3 separate regions of the Mus musculus genome follow, and all the other regions are linked to region 2. The links are chromatin contacts, called in public Hi-C maps. All regions are on one chromosome and are shown on one strand. Each heading gives the region's core, a stretch centred on a gene start, on an enhancer-like site or on the middle of the called end of the contact. The rest is flanking DNA. Distances are from core to core; before and after follow the strand shown. Region 1 holds the start of Mrpl32 (mitochondrial ribosomal protein L32). Region 2 holds the start of Sugct (succinyl-CoA glutarate-CoA transferase). Region 3 holds the start of B3galnt2 (UDP-GalNAc:betaGlcNAc beta 1,3-galactosaminyltransferase, polypeptide 2).

Region 1 (2,700 bases), core at 93-2,592, 3.1 Mb before region 2:
ACTAAATATACACACCTATAAATTATATGTGTTTGTGAGTATATGTGCACATGTAAGGTCAGAGGACAGCTTTCAGAGTTAGTTCTCTCCTTACGTCATACTGGCCATGGGGCTAGGACCCAGGTCCTGAGACTTAGCAACAAGGTCCTTTACTACTGAGCCATATGGCTGGCCTGACATAAATAGTTTTGAATGTTAAACACAACAAACATTAGTAATAATCCCCAGCTATTAAAATATACTAAAGCTCATATAAAAGGCAATTTAAAATACTTCAACTGGAATGCTTTCTTATTGCAAGCTACCAAAGCAGCCAGGCTACTCTACTAAGCATTTCCTCCGTATATAATCCGGGACACTGCAGTTCAGTAATAAGTAGTGTACAAGTAATCTAATCCCGAGACTCCCTACATTCACTCACATCACTGAGATGACTACAATGGTCATCTGTACCACACTATCCTGATCCAGTTAGGTCCTTTTTCTTTAAACCTGGTAGGTTCCTAAAGCCATTAAATTTTTCCTTAATATTTAATCTTAACCTGTGTTCTAAGAAAAGATTTATTATTTATGAGATTATCAAGTGTTTCACCTTTGTTTTTCTAAATTGCTTAGATCACTTCTTTACCCTTTCTTATGTTCTTCAGACTTGCGAACGTTCGTTCAATTCTTAGGACTTCTTACCACTACATAAACTGTCCAAGCACAGGCCTATTAGACAACGAATGGACTGAAATGATTATCTCAGGTAGAACATGGAGACAATTATTTATTATGCTGCGCTTGAGATATAATAAAATATATCTCTGTTCAGACTGGGCATTATCACTTTTGCGATACACTGTAAATAATACAGCAATCTCAAATTTAACGCCCAAGATACCAGGAGCTCGAAGCTAGCCTGGGCTACACAGTGAGTTCTAGACCACCCTGGCTACGGTGACAGTTTCAATAAATAAATAAATAAATAAATAAATACGAAGCTAGCCTGGGCTATACAGTGAGTTCTAGACCACCCTGGCTACGGTGACAGTTTCAATAAATAAATAAATAAATAAATAAATAAATAAATAAATAAATAAATAACCAATAAACAAACAAACAAATAAAATAACGAACCAATCAACCAACCAAAAACCACGCTACAACCCGGAAGCCCTCACCAACCCTCTTTCCACGAACTCTCTCCTTACGGACCCCACGGAGGACTGACAAAGCGACTCCAGCTCTGCTGCAGTTGCCGTTGTAGCAGCTCCCAGCACCTCTGGAGCGGTCCGGGACGCACCGGCCATGGTAGTGAAAGCAGCAGCAACGAAGGAGCCATGATCTTCTCAAGACAGAGCGGGACGCGGGCTGAGCGCATGCGTTAAGTCCGCCCACTTCCCCGCCTCCTCGCTCAGAGCATGCGCAGGCCCCTCTTGCGCATGCGCAAGGGTCAAAGACCGCTGTGATCCAAAAACTCCAACTCCCAGCTACCCCTAGGTGACTCTCCTCCAATCAGAGCAAAGAAGAAAAAAAAAATTAAAGGAAGCATACTTACTGCGCATGTGCGTGGCTGTGTTCCGACTTTCCGGGTAAAGATGGCAGAGCGCGGTTACAGCTTCTCGCTGACTACATTCAGGTATTCGGGGGACCCGCAGGTTCCATGCGTCGCAGATCACAGGAGCGCCCCAGACATGGTCCCGTGTGTCGGACCTGGCTGGTGTTTGCGTAGGAGTGCACGGTGACGGAGCTGGACTCGTAGCTTTGCAGAGTCATGTTCCGTGCCAGGCCTGGGCCCTGGCTGAGGCCGGCCGTGTTGCGGGCCGAGGGACGGGAGGCCCCAAGCCAAGCACTAAGCACTGGCTCTCCTTCTAGACTAGGAGAAGGGTGCTTTGAGATAGTCTGTTTTCAGCTGCTCTCTTCAGGTCCAGGATTTCTTTACTGGCCCGGCTAGGCCTGAGCGAGAGCTTTGTAAACCCAGACTCCTTATGGGACGTGTGAGACGTCCTTTTTCTTTTGGGAGATCCTTATTTGCTGTTAAATCTTAGTTTTAGTCTCTGTTTAGCAGCGATGTGCTTTGAAGCTCACACTGCTTTCGGTTTCGCCTGTGCTCCTGTAGAAGCTTAAGAAGTATAAAATGAAGGCGCTGATTTCCTGTCAAGTTTTTGTGGCACATGCAAACTGATAACCTCTGTATTTTGCTTGATCCACTAACAAATTGCTTTAAAACGATTTTAGACCCTTATGTTTTGGGAGAAAGAATTAAAGAGTTATATATATTTTCTCAAAGTGCAGTTAAGGGGAACTATTGTTCCCTGTTTAAGAAAAAACCATCATGGATGAACTTAGACAAAGGACTGTGTTTTGACCATTTTCTTTCTTTTTTTTTTTTTTTCTTTCCATTTTTTTATTAGGTATTTAGCTCATTCACACTTCCAATGCTATACCAAAAGTCCCCCATACCCACCCACCCCCACTCCCCTACCCGCCCACTCCCCCTCCTTGGCCCTGGCGTTCCCCTGTTCTGGGGCATATAAAGTTTGTGTGTCCAATGGGCCTCTCTTTCCAGTGATGGCCGACTAGGCCATCTTTTGATACATATGCAGCTAGAGTCAAGAGCTCCGGGGTACTGGTTAGTTCATAATGTTGTTCCACCTATAGGGTTGCAGATCCCTTTAGCTCCTTGGCTACTTTCTCTAGCTCCTCCATTGGGAGCCC
Region 2 (2,700 bases), core at 9-2,508:
ATAAATGTTAGATAAGCTGTAGTGTGCAGGCGCTAAAATATCATTACATCCTGATGATGACATTATCCCTCCATGATTATACAATTTGTCTTCAGAAATAAGAAATGTGGTCGAGCCTGGGTTATGTATTGAAACCTTGTCTCAAAAAAACAAACAAAGAACAAAACAACAAAATGAAGCAAAACAAAAAAAGTCGAACTGAATTATCCAAGAATATAGCAGGGGCATGAAAAAATTAAACAACCTCACCCCCCCCCATAAGCCCTTGTGTTTATGTCTCCATTAATAAAGAATAAAGCTGAGGATATACTCTATAGTTATGTCACCGAAGATGTCAGAGACTGAAGGCCAAAATGCTTCAGAAAGATGCTATGGATGAATGAAAACCTTAGGCCAGGCGCTGAAGAGATGACTCAGTGGTTAAGAGCACTTACTGCTCTTTCAAGAGGATTTGGCTCAGTTCCCAGCACTCACAAGGTAGCTCACAACCACAATTTTCTCCAGTTCCAGGAAATCTGATTCTTTTTTGATCTCCAAAGGCATCAGGTACGTTAAATGGTGCATGTGCATACACGCAAACAATACACTCACACACACAAAAATCTAAACCAATAACCCCCTCACATATCCACGGTCTAATGTGATGAGTCCTAAAATCCCAAGTTGATTTTAGTATCTGAAGGAGTTAGGGAAAGACCACAAAACTCTTCTACAGGAATGTCTAAGACAGGTATCTTATGCAGAAGATAGCATTTTTTAATTATCCCGTTTCTTTATAATTACAAGATTTTTAAGTTTGGGGTATGTTTTCGTGGGTTTTTTTTTCCCCTTTAAATTTCTGTTTCTACTTCCTAACCTCGTCAACTTCCATTTTACAAGAACGTAAACGCAGGGTTCAAGTCCAGCATTAATTACTACAGGCTCGCTTAAGTTTTCAAGGCAGCAGTCTGCTTTCTAAAACTCAGCTTTTGGCGGGAGGTGCTGTTTCCTAAGTTACCAAACCTTGGGGGATTAGAAGCCAGGGGTGGAAAAGAGAAGCAGGGCACGACCATGGCCATGAGCCCTGCGACAGGAGCCCCCGAGGCGCGAGCGCTCCCCTCAGGGAGCCCGAGCGCTCAGTGTCAGTAGGTACCTGACTGCGGGCGGCCGGTCCACAGCCCCCTCCCGCCGGCCAGGCCTCGGCCGGGTCTCCGAAAAGCCACCGCCCTGGCCAGCATCCACAGCATCGCCCCTCAACCCCAGCGAGAGCGCCCCGCGACCTCCCTCCTTGACCTTAGGCCCCCTCAGCCCCGCCCCCCCAGCCAGCCCGGCCCCGCCGCCAGCCCCGCCCCCTCCGCAAAGACCCTCCCCCTGGTCGCCCTCGCACTCTTCCCCGCCCACCACGCCCTCCGCTTCCGCCCAGGCCTCCACCTCAGTCTCACTCGGCCCCGCCCCCTTGGACGATCCTGTTCAACCGAGTCTCTCGCCTCACACCCTTCGGCCCCGCCTCTTGGCTCATGGCCCCGCCCCCGAATCCGGCTGACGCTTCACTCCTTGCTTCCCGGAAGCCTCCAAGACGGATGGCCCTACCCCTCTGATCCGCCCTCTTCGGAACCCGCACGCCCCTCTCCCACCCTCACAGCCAATAAGGCCTGATGATCGGTTTCCTCTCTTCCGCTTCCGTCTTCGTGTACTGGGGGTCTCCGGGAAGACCGTTGACGACTGTGCTCGTGCTGCGGCCGGAGATTTAGTTTCCCCTTTACAGTCTTTCCTCCTCTCAGACACGCCCACCATTCTTCCATTGAGTGACCTGTTTACCTGCCCTCTTGCAGAAACTTGGTGAGATCGGAACCTTTGTGCAGCCGGAACTAAGGTGCGGTAGTCCGCTGGGAGCCGGAAGGGTGTATAAATAGAGGAATACCAGTTTCCTTCTGGCGGTTGATCGCAGAGGTTCCGGTGAGGCGTTCGGCGTGTGAGCTCTGCGGCTTCGTTTCCTGATATGCACCGACCGAATTTTCGACCCCCAACTCCTCCGTACCCCAGCCCGGGGATAGGAGGTTGGGGTGGCGGAAATAACTTCCGGGGTGCCCTGGGCGGGGGGCCGCGGCCGCCCTCCCCGCGGGACGGGTACGGGAGTCCGCACCACACTCCGCCCTGCGGGCCCCGGGCTAGGCCGTACGGGAGCAGCCAGTCTCCGCGGCACGGCGGCAACTTCTCGGGGGCCCGCTTCGGGTCTCCGTCCCCGGGCGGCTACCCAGGCTCCTACTCCAGGTCCCCCGCGGGGTCCCAGCATCAGTTCGGCTACTCCCCAGGGCAGCAGCAGACCTACCCCCAGGTAAAGACAATAGCTAGCGTTTGCCGAACTCTTCCTGTGATGGCAGACGTGATACGAAACATTCCCTTTCCGTGGATTGTTTAATCCTCCGATACTACGTTGGCCCAGTTTTGCAGATGAGTAACCTGAGGCGTAAAGAAATTATCTAAGACTACCATAAGTGGCGGAGCTCTAGTTCTCTGTCCACAGAAACTGCTCTCAGCCAGCATACCACATTCGTATACAAACTTCTTTAATCCTCCATTTCTTCTCCCACCCACCCCCAGAGGTTTTTATTTGGTTTTGGGTTTTTTGTCATTTATTTCAGTGAATTGTCCTGGATTCCTAGGGGGAGGACAGTAAATGATTCCCTATTGTGTAGTATGGCACCTCTAGACTGTAGTCTA
Region 3 (2,700 bases), core at 9-2,508, 3.7 Mb before region 2:
CAGTACCTACAGGGTGGCTCACAAACACGGGGAAACTCCAGCTCCAGGGGATGGGATAGACGCCCCCCCCCCCAGCCTGCACATGCGTACACACACAAATGAAAAAAAAAATCAAATAAAATCTTTTTAAAAAAGTCAATCTTAACAGTGTCAGGTTGAGGATATAGCTCAGTTGGTAGAGGGCTTGCCTAGTAAGGATTAAGCCCTGGGTTCCATCCCAAAGCACCACTTGTGGAGATGAAGACAGAAAGATCAAGAGTTCAAGGCCATCCTCTGCAGAATAGTTTCCTGTTAACTACGTGAGACACTGGGGGCGTCTGTGTGTGTGTGTGTTACTACAATTGCTTTTTTAATACAAAACCGCTACTCAGTGGCAATATGGTGCTGAGCCTGAGAGGTGGCTCCAGTGAAGTCCGCTCGTTTCCTAACGCTGGTTGGAGATGGATCTTTTGCAAACCCAGCCCTCACACATTTGGTCACCTCAACTTGGTGGGAACTTTTCAAAGTCATCTGGCAGCTGAAGCTCTCATTTCTGTGCTTCCCGACAGTTACCCTAGTGAGGAGCGCGTGCGCACCCAGGCAGCCTCCAGATCCGGGCTTCTCCTCTGTCCTCGCTTTCCATAGCAAGCCCCGGTGTTTCTCGTCCTCCTCACCCGCCGTTGCTTACTAGAGGGAAGCAGGAAACTCCCTGCTACTCGGCGCTCAGGCTCCCCGCTGCGCTTCTTATGGGATAGGTCAGGGGAGCACACTATTATTTCGTTGAGCGCTGAGGTGCCATACAAACCTGCCCCGACTGGGCAACTGCTCCTCGAGGTCATGCGCCCTGCAGCAATGTCCACAGCGGAGGGGGTCGTACAGCAACTTGAGCAGTTAACGTGCAGGTTCCCCGTGTGCGGTACCCGCCTTTACTACAGGGGAACCCTAGCAAGAAGGTGGATGCGCATGCTCAGTGTGCCGCTAAGGCACCGCGGCCGGATGAGAGACGCGCATGCTTCGTGTGTGCACTTCGCCTCCAGCGTTGCGTAGCAGCACGCATAGCTCTCTGGGAAACGTAGTTTCTCGGGCTTACAATCTCAGGCACGCCTCCCTCCTGGGCTCAGCGAGGGACTACCGCTCCCGCCCTTCCGGCAGACAGGAGCGTGCAGGGACGCGGACTGAAGGGCTGGGCGAGAGCGAGGAGGGCTGAACGGGTGGGAAGGCCACGCACGCGGGGGCGTGGCCTTGGCCGGGAAGCGGCCGCCGCTCGTGGTGCGGATCTAAGGAGAGAGCGGCGGAGACAACGCCAGGCGTGGGCGCGAACACTCCTGGTGGCACTCGGTGTTCTTAGGTCCCCTCGCTATTGGCCGGGACGCGGGAGAGCGCGGCGGGGGCGCGAGGTGGGAGCGGCCAATGCGAAACTGGCTGGTGCTGCTGTGCCCTTGCGTGCTCGGGGCCGCGCTGCACCTCTGGCACCTCTGGCTCCGTTCCCCGCCGGACCCCCACAACACCGGGCCCAGCGCGGCAGGTGAGGTGAGGGGCTGAGTCGCTGCGCTCGTGGGAGGCCGCGGGGGATGGCTGAAGGGGCACAGGGAGGGCTCGGACGTCCCAGAACGGACGGAACAAGCGAGTCTTTCTTTAGTGTCGGGCGAACCCAACTGTTCGTTTCTTATCAGCGTGTGCTCAGCGGCCCGCGTCGTGGTCGAGGGAGGGCCCTGGTCACAACTTGGGGCGCTTCTCTCCGAGGTGGGGTGGGGGAGCGAGCTTGCCGGTGCTGACGGTGTTGGCTTTGCGTGTCAGGACTCACTTTGCAGCGAGGAGGGACGGACTGTACTTTGTGGTCTCTGATCATGAGGTGAGTCAGGAAAAGACCTAGACGTGAACTAGGGTTCAGCTGTGAGTGGAGTCGCCCCTGTATTCTGCTTGGATAGCTTGCTAATTAAGGAGCCTAAGAATACCGGATTCTTCTTTAACTTCGCGTACATTTGTTCCCAAACTTCATCCATCGTGGGAATGAAATCTTTGTTCTCATTCGCCTTACAATCTGAAGGTGCGTTTGCCCACAGTGCGTATCCAGTGTTGTCCTGCCACCCTCAACACTACTTTCTTGTCTCCTGTGTGTCATTTTCAAGTTTTTCCCGGAATGCTTATATATGTCGAGAACTCTATAGCCATTTTAAAGATAGGGTAATGCTTTAATTTTTAACTACGTTAGGATTTATCTTACCATTTCATATCCAAACAGCTGTTTTCTTTTCAGAAAGTTTTAAAACAGTTCTTCACAGCCATCACAGAACCAAGTCTTATACCTTATTTAGCAATCCTCAAAACTCCGACTGTTACCAGATTACACTGGGGTTATTTTAGTAGTGATCTCTTTTCCTATTAGACAACCACCATTTTTTTGGAAAGGCTATTTGTGTGACTGAAAAGAATGACTTCCAAGTGGTATAATGAAAGTACATTATATGCGTATTTAGCTTGTGAGACTTTTACAAACTAGTTAAAAAAGGGCCGTACATACAAAATGCTTGGCCACCTAACATCTGTTGGGGTTGTGCTCTCTCTCACTCAAAGATGAGTGAGTTGCTGGAATCTACACGCAGAGCCCACTGTAGAATATATGTGACCTTAACATTAACAGTCTTTTAGCGTTCAACACAATAAACCTTGCCTTTGAGCTTGTGTTTAAGTAAGACTGCAAACAACTTTTGGATTTGGAAC

What was found. A called contact is a pair of places that touch in the nucleus more often than the background predicts.
Region 1: a contact with region 2 is called in a Hi-C map of uterus, with 5 times the contacts expected there. The contact joins the promoter of Mrpl32 here to the promoter of Sugct in region 2. A contact is called at or near these places in 2 of 39 promoter capture datasets (cranial neural crest and pre-B cells), 13 of 484 Hi-C or Micro-C datasets (B cells, CD4 T cells, CD8 T cells and 7 more) and 2 of 9 other capture datasets (adipose tissue and liver).
Region 3: a Hi-C map of uterus shows a contact between it and region 2, with 7 times the contacts expected there. The contact joins the promoter of B3galnt2 here to the promoter of Sugct in region 2. A contact is called at or near these places in 2 of 39 promoter capture datasets (frontonasal cranial neural crest and pre-B cells) and 4 of 484 Hi-C or Micro-C datasets (B cells, CD4 T cells, cardiomyocytes and 1 more).

The regions. Positions count from the first base shown.
Region 1 is chr13:14,611,695-14,614,394 of GRCm38.p6, forward strand. It overlaps Mrpl32 (mitochondrial ribosomal protein L32), which reads right to left and starts at 1,343. Exons shown (of 3, transcript NM_029271.2): 1 at 1,198-1,343. The coding sequence starts at 1,324. It overlaps Psma2 (proteasome subunit alpha 2), which reads left to right and starts at 1,548. Exons shown (of 8, transcript NM_008944.2): 1 at 1,548-1,621. The coding sequence starts at 1,581.
Region 2 is chr13:17,693,507-17,696,206 of GRCm38.p6, forward strand. Sugct (succinyl-CoA glutarate-CoA transferase) reads right to left here and starts at 1,259. Exons shown (of 14, transcript NM_138654.3): 1 at 1,133-1,259. The coding sequence starts at 1,226. Mplkip (M-phase specific PLK1 intereacting protein) reads left to right here and starts at 1,907. Exons shown (of 2, transcript NM_025479.6): 1 at 1,907-2,314. The coding sequence starts at 1,979.
Region 3 is chr13:13,953,416-13,956,115 of GRCm38.p6, forward strand. It overlaps B3galnt2 (UDP-GalNAc:betaGlcNAc beta 1,3-galactosaminyltransferase, polypeptide 2), which reads left to right and starts at 1,259. Exons shown (of 12, transcript NM_178640.3): 1 at 1,259-1,504. The coding sequence starts at 1,390.